Linked DNA regions of Mus musculus: region 1 is linked to region 2. Evidence: chromatin contacts called from public HiCAR-type data. All regions are on one chromosome and are shown on one strand. The core of a region is the stretch at or near the end of the contact, and the rest is flanking DNA. Distances in the headings are between cores, read along the strand shown. Region 1 overlaps Hivep3 (human immunodeficiency virus type I enhancer binding protein 3). Region 2 overlaps Hivep3 (human immunodeficiency virus type I enhancer binding protein 3).

The links. HiCAR-type assays count read pairs that join an accessible place to other places.
Region 1: a contact with region 2 is called in a HiCAR-type map of Th17 cells, with 8 times the contacts expected there. The contact joins two enhancer-like sites. A contact is called at or near these places in 4 of 15 datasets of contacts at CTCF or cohesin (CD8 T cells, the NIH/3T3 cell line, large pre-B cells and 1 more), 9 of 484 Hi-C or Micro-C datasets (B cells, the C3H10T1/2 cell line, CD8 T cells and 6 more), 10 of 115 datasets of contacts at active chromatin or transcription factors (CD8 T cells, T-cell acute lymphoblastic leukemia, Th17 cells and 6 more) and 2 of 9 other capture datasets (adipose tissue and liver).

Annotation. Positions count from the first base shown.
Region 1 is chr4:120,061,285-120,065,130 of GRCm38.p6, forward strand. Hivep3 (human immunodeficiency virus type I enhancer binding protein 3) reads left to right here. Exons shown (of 9, transcript NM_010657.3): 3 at 3,583-3,779. Among named protein-coding and RNA genes, the nearest start is that of Gm36215, 12 kb to the right of the region's middle. Within about 2 kb of position 2,372, at least 21 of the 459 cell types and tissues checked have an H3K27ac peak or open chromatin away from gene starts, as enhancers often do. A contact at or near this core is called in Th17 cells, where this site is marked.
Region 2 is chr4:119,921,550-119,925,046 of GRCm38.p6, forward strand. All of the region lies in intron 1 of Hivep3 (human immunodeficiency virus type I enhancer binding protein 3), which reads left to right. Among named protein-coding and RNA genes, the nearest start is that of Hivep3, 110 kb to the left of the region's middle. Within about 2 kb of position 1,677, at least 22 of the 459 cell types and tissues checked have an H3K27ac peak or open chromatin away from gene starts, as enhancers often do. A contact at or near this core is called in Th17 cells, where this site is marked.

The DNA.
Region 1 (3,846 bases), core at 1,122-3,621, 140 kb after region 2:
AAGTCTTTACCCTGTAACGCACTGGCAGTCAGGGTAGGAGATATGAAACCCAGTGTGGGCTGCCCAGCTTTTATTGTCATCCAGACACAACCTCACCTGGGAAGAGGGAACCCCAGTTGAGGAATTTCCCAGGTCAGATGAGCTTGTTCATATCTGTGAGAGACTGTTTTGTTTCAATGTGGGAGGGTCCAGCCCACTATGAGTGGCACCATCCCTAGGTAGGGAGGTCTGGGCTAGAGGAGAAATGCTAAGCACAAGACAGCAAGCGAGGAGGTGGTTTTCTGCTCCATGTTTCTGCCTTGGGCTCCCTGCCTTGAGGTCCTGGCCTGGCTTCCCTCAATGATAAACCATGACCTGAAAGTGTAAGATGAAATAGATACTTCCCTCCCCAAGTTTGGTTCTGGGTGTTTTATTACAGCAACAGAAAGCAAACCAGGACAAGTTTCAGTGTAGGTTCTCAACATGAATACAGAGACTTTCAAATACTAGCTTTCCCAATCTCCTCAAGATAGCGTTCATGGAAGCTGAGGTGCTCCCTGCTCTGGGAAGGGAGCACAGCAGCTCCACAGAGTATCTGGAGTGTGTGTGAGGTGGGGTGGCTCTGCTGAGGATTGGCTCACGATTGTGTAAGAACTGTCGCACAACAACCCGTGACTGGCAGAAACGGCAGGCACGGGGTGCTGAGGCCAGAGGAGGGAATCACAGGAACTTAGTGTGTAAGGTGCTGAGAAGGGGATGGATCTTTCCAGAAGCTTCTGTGATGTCTGTCAATGTCATCTGCCCCAGCCCCAGCTACTGGCTGAGGTGTAGGGGACAGAGGTGTGTGGCCCTGGCATCTAGTGCTTCCCTCCCACCCATATTGGTCCCTTTGGAGACTCAGAGGATGTGCTCCCAGGCTGAACTTTGTTTCCTGACTTGGGAGTGGGCCTTTCCTATTCCCGCCTAAAGCAGTTGGTGGGATGCGATTGGGCTTTCTGTGGTCCCCACTCCTCTGAGTCCTCAGACTTTCTGGCCAGCTGGTATGACTCAGGATCTCCTCCAATTTGTAGGCTCTTTTTTGTTTTAGTGGCATTTTCGGGGAGAAGAGGCAGACCACTGAGCCCTCTCTGTCATCTAGAAACTTGGGTCTTGGGGATGACATTCTCAGGTGACTAATATGCAGATGTAGCTGGACAGCTACTGAGGAGGACTGTGAGTGGCTGGTGATGGGATGACGAAGCCGGTCTCCATGCTTCAGCTCATCCTAGGTCCTCCACAAGCCACACCCCCTCATGAATCAAAACCATCTCATGACCCCAGTCCCCGGGCAGCTCAAGTCCTGCCTCCTCCTCTAGCAAACCTCTTTTCCTGCTGACTCCTGCTTCGGTCATGACTCCTCAGTGTGCAGTTTCTTGATGGTCCCTGTTCAGGAGGTTCAAGGGCTGAGCTTGAAACACCCCCCACATCCAGACACCATCAGAATCGACTCCAGTGTGGTTCCTCTGAAGACAAGGACCAAATCTTGTCCACTTTGGCAACTGCTAGCCAGCTGGACCCATTAAATGAATGAACGACCACGTCGGGTTCTAAAAAGAATTGTCACACATTGCGTGGGGGATTCCCGCTAGGGGTTGCATGTGATTCAGAGGAAACCTGTCTGAATATCACACCGTCTGGAAGGACTCTCAGCTCCTGGTGTCTGCACAGAGGACACTTGCTTATCGAAAGAGAACTGTAGCAAGCGGGTGTTGGGTCTCGTGGGCGGTGGACCTCATGTCCAGTGTGGTGCGAGTTTGATGAGTGGGAGAAGCATCTGACCAGGTAGACATGCTGTGGGGGAGGGGTGTGATGTCTGAAACAGTCTGAGGAGGGCTTGGAGGTGGGGCCTGGCCTGTGGGTGCTCTGGGGTCTCGGTGGGAGGTATCAGGTACTCCTATTTTTTTTTTAATACTTGCAGTGGACTGGGAGATCAGACTTGGAGTTGATGGGACATGGCAAAGCTGTGCAATGTCTAGATGGCTCTGTTGGCAGACTCAAATAAGTTACCACAGGGAGCCACAGAGCCAGTCCTCTCTACCATGCCACTCTTCGGAGTTGAACAGCAGCAGGTGTGGTGAGAGGGGACATTGGAGACCTCAGGTGATCTCTGTGTTCTGTAGCAATCATCTGTGTGGAGTGGTTGCCAAGGACTTACGTTCTCACAAAGCATGGTGCCGAGGACAAGCAAGAGGACAGTGCCACAGGCCTATGTGCAGGTTACCCCACATTACTACACTCCGCTCTGGGACAGAGTCCGGGGAAATTATGTGGGTTGTGCCACATGCCAGGCGTTGTTCTCGGCACTGCGTGCACAGTGACTCACCAAAGCTCAGAAAGCCCTCACCATTCTCAGCCTCCTTTTCACACACAGTGACTTCACACACCACGGAGGTCACAAAGAGAAGGACGTGGACCAGAACCTAGGGTATCAGAGCCTTAGAGATCACATTCTCAGCTCTCACACCACACCATCAGAAGCAGACAAACCGGACGGAGAGTCCAAAGAGCGTGGCATGCCTAGGACGCTATGCGGCACACAGCTAAACGACTCGGGTTTTCTGCTTTAAGAAGTGCTTTCCTCTGAGCTTCCTGGTTTGAGCCTTATGACAGCTGCCCTGGTGCCTGAGCCACATCGCTTGCTCATCCATCCATCTGCTCAGGAATCTCTCTGGAGCTCCTGTCCTGCCCTAGGCTTCCCTTGGCTCGAAGAGTGTTTTGTTTAGTAACTTGGAAACCACAATGCACTCCTTTGCCCCCCGCACTGTTCCAAGCATGTTAGTTTTCACTTGGGCTAGCAGCCCCCTCAGGGTAAGTGATTGTGCGCCATACCCATGGGTCAGCTTGCTTCTATAGGTCCCTAGGCTGTAACCATGTCCTTACCACGAAGGCACCCAATCACGTCTGCAGTTGGCTTAGGTTGGCATTGGATGTGGGTAAACTGAGGAGTCAACCCTGCTCTGGGGAGTGTTATACCTTTCCAATCTCATTCTTGGATTGATGTAACCTGAGTCCCTGTGGTTGGTGGGGGGGCTGAAGTTCTGTTCCCTTGCTGGTTTTCAGATGGGCAGTCCTTCCGAGTTGCTAGCTGCTGCCTCTGGGTCCTTCCCTTCCACATGATCCTTCCACCTTCAGGCCAGCAAGCGTTCATAGAGTCTGACTGATGCCAGTCCCTCTAACTTGCTCATCTAGAACCAAACAGAAAACTCTACCTTTCAAGTAGACTTCCCTCGAGCCTGTTCAAGGTCAAGGATGCCCTGACACAGACCCCAGTCATCTGTCATTGTCCAAAAACTGTACTCCAGGATTTGGAAACCTTGAGGTCCACCAGGAGCCCTGCCCATCCGCCTGGTAAAGGATGACACTCAGGGAAGTTTAGCATAGGGCAAAGGAATGTACAGTGTATCATCCCAGAGCCACTGTATCCTACTATCTCCCTGAGGGGACATGGGACAGAAATGCAATTTGGAGAGAGTTCAGGGCTGGGATAAAGCAGGGATTGTTCTGTACCTAAAATTGATCTAGAAAACTCCCTGACCATGGCTTCCGTCTTCCCCACTTTTGTAGGATCAGAGGCACAAACCAAGCTGCCTCGAAGTAGCTCATGGAAGACTCTGGAGAGCCGCTGGCCAGGCACGCTACCCCTTCCTCAGGGAGAAGCAGTGTGTAAGCAGAGGCTTTGCGGCCGGAGTGGACATGAACGCTGGCTTCCAGAGAGAGCAGCGCTTCAGTTTTGGTCATCGGAAGTGGTGCCTGCAGCGCAGGTAAGAAGCTCCAGTCTGGTTTGCCAACTGCCATTTTAGCTGGCTGTGTTCTTCTCTTAAAACCTTC
Region 2 (3,497 bases), core at 427-2,926:
AGCAGACTCCAAATGCCATCCGAACCTTCCACCCTCCTTGCTATCCACATCTCCATTTCCCAAGGGGCTCTGCAGCACTCTGCGGGAGCAAGCGACACATTCAGAGGCAGCTGCGTGCCTGCTGTCACCTTGTGTTCCTGGGGTTTCTCCCACTTTGATATTCTGCCTGCATATCTTCTGTGCCCATCGTTAAGCCTGAGCCGACATGCGTAGGTCTGAAGCTTGTGGGAAAGTGTCCATTCTTTAGGTCAAGGTTATTCCTAAAGAGGCCTCCCCATCGGGATATCATCGTGGCCACTGCATCTTCCCTGCTTGTGGGTCTGCTCACGGCAGCTGCCTTCATTTTCTTGGCAGCTGTGGCTGCTGGAAGAACAGGTGTCAGGAGCGTAGCAGCTGGGAGTTTATCCCTGCCCTTCAGGAGCCTTTTACCTCTGGTTGTAAGTGCCAGCTAAGGGTGTTAAGGAAAGGAGATCTGAGAAGGATGGCTAGTGACAGGCAGGCCTCAGCTGGCAGAGCTCAGAGTCCTAGCTGGAAGGAAGGGGATTCACACATTCACACATTCACACACTTGGGGCCTGTCCTGCAGCTCCACACTGCTCCATCTTGAGAGAGGCCACTTTGACCAGCAGGGGACATGACCTCATCCCTGGGCTAGACTCTCAAGAAGATGCAGCTCTGTGCTATAGAATGTTCCTTGAGCAGAACCAGTTATGCGTGTGTTGTCTGTGTGTGGGCTCGAAAGAAGAGTGATAAACCCTTGCCTCAAGCAGCCAGGGACTAGGGAGGCTGAGTGACTAGGGAGGCTGAGCAACTCTCCTGGTAGAGAACTGGGGATGGGGGAGGGTGACGAGAATTCTATTTAGTGGAAGCTGGGGATTTTGTCTGAAAAGACTTCATGGAGGGGGTGTCCCTAGGTTGGCACTCAAAAGCTAAGGGGATATGTGCCCATGTTCCAAAGAGTGTCCAAAAAACTAACTAAAATAATATAGGTTTAGGCACATAATGGTGTATGTTCTCTTCTCATGCAAGAACCAAAGGAAGACGGCCCAGACATGGCCTATGGCAGCTCCACATTGGAGGAGTAGCCCAGGCTCCTTCTTTCTTACTGCTCTTCCAACCACAGAACATGGTTTTCATCCTGAAATTCACCTCATATTCTCAGGTGACTACAAGGTCACTGGCCGTCACCTCCGTCTTTCATGAAGGAAGCAGGGAAAGGTAGAAGTGGCTTGCTGCCAGCTGTGTTCCTGCTTGGTAGTTCTAGCCAATGCTTTGCCTTACGTCACATGGCCTAGACGGAGTAATGGAAGAAAATGGGCTTAGTAAAGGAATGAGGGGAGGGGTGAGTTTGTAAAGTAAAGTGCTCCATCTCGGCCAGGTGCGGTGAGCCAGAGGAGTCTCCCAGGAGCGGGTAGAGTATTCTGGGAGAAGACCAGCAGGTGTACAGGCCTGCTGCTGTAAGGATCCTGGGAGTAGACCATATGTGTGAGAATGCACGTGTGTGGGTGGGGTGTAAAAACACATGTCTGTGAGAGAGGGGGAATTAGCCAGATTTCACAGGATCGTGGCCAGTGGTTGGAGTCTGGCTTGGTTCTGTAGAGAAGAGTGAGTCACTGGGACACCGTCAGGGCAACATCGATCAGATCTGAGGTTTCAGCTCATTGCAACAGTGATGTTTCAGCCACAGGGGTAATGAGAAATGAAAGTGGAGACATTGTGTTAATGGGAACAAGGGGAGCACGAGGTGAATGGGGATCAAGCAGAGAGCAAAACTGCACGTTCAACCCGCAGACTTGTAGGAATGAGAAATGGGGCCACTGAGGGCTTGGGAGTGAGGATGTGACCCATAGATTCCGTGATGAAAGGCTTCCTGTGTGGGTTTTCGTGGGTGCAGTTGGGGGGCACTTAGCTCTTGCTCTTAGGGGAAGGAAAAGAGGGGCCTCATTTCTCCTTACTCACTTCTATGCACCCGATTCACTAGCCACCTTTAAAAGATTTATTTTTGTTTTATGTATACAAGTGTTATGCCTGTGGAGGCCAGAAGGGGGCAGCAGATTCCATTATAGATGATTGTGAGCCACAGCGTGGATGCTGGGAATTGAACCCAAGTCCTCTTGAGGAGCAGCCAGTGTTTGGGTTGTTGTTTTGTTTTGTTTTGTTTTGTTTTGTTTTGTTTTAGTATAGAATAGGGTTTATTAAGGGCATGAGGAGGGGAGTTAAGAAGGTTGTAGAGGCAGAGAAAGAAAGTAGAGATGTAGAGGATCATGAATATGTGTAGAAAGAGGCAGGAAGGGAATGGGGAAAGAAGGGGGAAAGGAAACAGAGCTGAGAGTTCTACATCTTGATCCTCAGGTAGCAGAAGGAGACTGTGCACACTGGCCAAATTTGACCTTCTTACACCCTCAAAGCCCACTTCTACAGTGACAGACTTCTTCCAACAAAGCCACGCCTACTCCAACAAGGCCACACCTCCTAACAGTGCTGCTTTCTATGGGCCAAGCATTCAAACTTGAGTCTATGGGAACCATTTCTATTCAAACCACCACATCAACCCAGACCTTTTACCTATTGTCTCCACTTGTGGCTTTGAGAACAGAAGCTCAGAGAGGTTATACAGTGTATCCAGGGTTGCACCGCTGGGAAATGCAAAAGTGGAGTCAGATGTTGAGGGCATTTGCTAAGCAGCTGCCTTTACTCCTTCGGGTGACTAGGATTTGTGTGTGGCCCTGTCTGCTGACAAGCCAAGTGCTGACAAGCTGCTTTTCCTGTGCTTGCAAAGGTGCTCCAGCAGGGCTCTGAGCATGCCAGAATTTGGAATGCCTGGGAGGACATGGTGGTGTGGGCCCCATCTGGTCCCAGGTGAGCTGCTGACTGCATTGTGACACTGGAAACTCTGAGCTTCCTCTCTCCAGAGTTTCTCCTCCCTGAGCCTCAGGCTTCAGTCTAAATCAATCTATCTTCCCCTAAAAGCCCGTGCATTCTACCTTCCCAGCCATGACCTGCTGTCTAGACCAGCATTTACACAAGTCCTTCCTTAAATGTGTTTGTTTGTTTACATGCATGAGTGTTTCACTTGCATGTATGTATGTGCACCACATGCTTGTCTGGTATCTGCTGAAGGCAGTAGAGGGCACCAGGTCCCCTAGAACTGGAGTTCCAGATGGTTGTGAGGAAACTGAACCCAGGTCCTCTGCAAGAACAGCAGATGCTCATAACTGCTAAGCCATCTCTTTAGCCTCTATGTGTTGACCTTTAAAACCTTAGCCTTGACCTAAGACGTGAGGTTTATAATGGCATGAGTTTTCCTTTATGTTACATTAAAATGAATTTAGTTGATTAATAAGAAGCTGAAATTCTCTTCCTAACAGTATAGGCAACGAATGCTGGGCTCAGGGTTTTTGCACCCACAAAATCATTTCATAATCCTAGTATTTTCAGGAGACTGGTACTTTATTTTCTCCATTTTATAGAGGTAGAAACTAAGGCACAGGGAACTT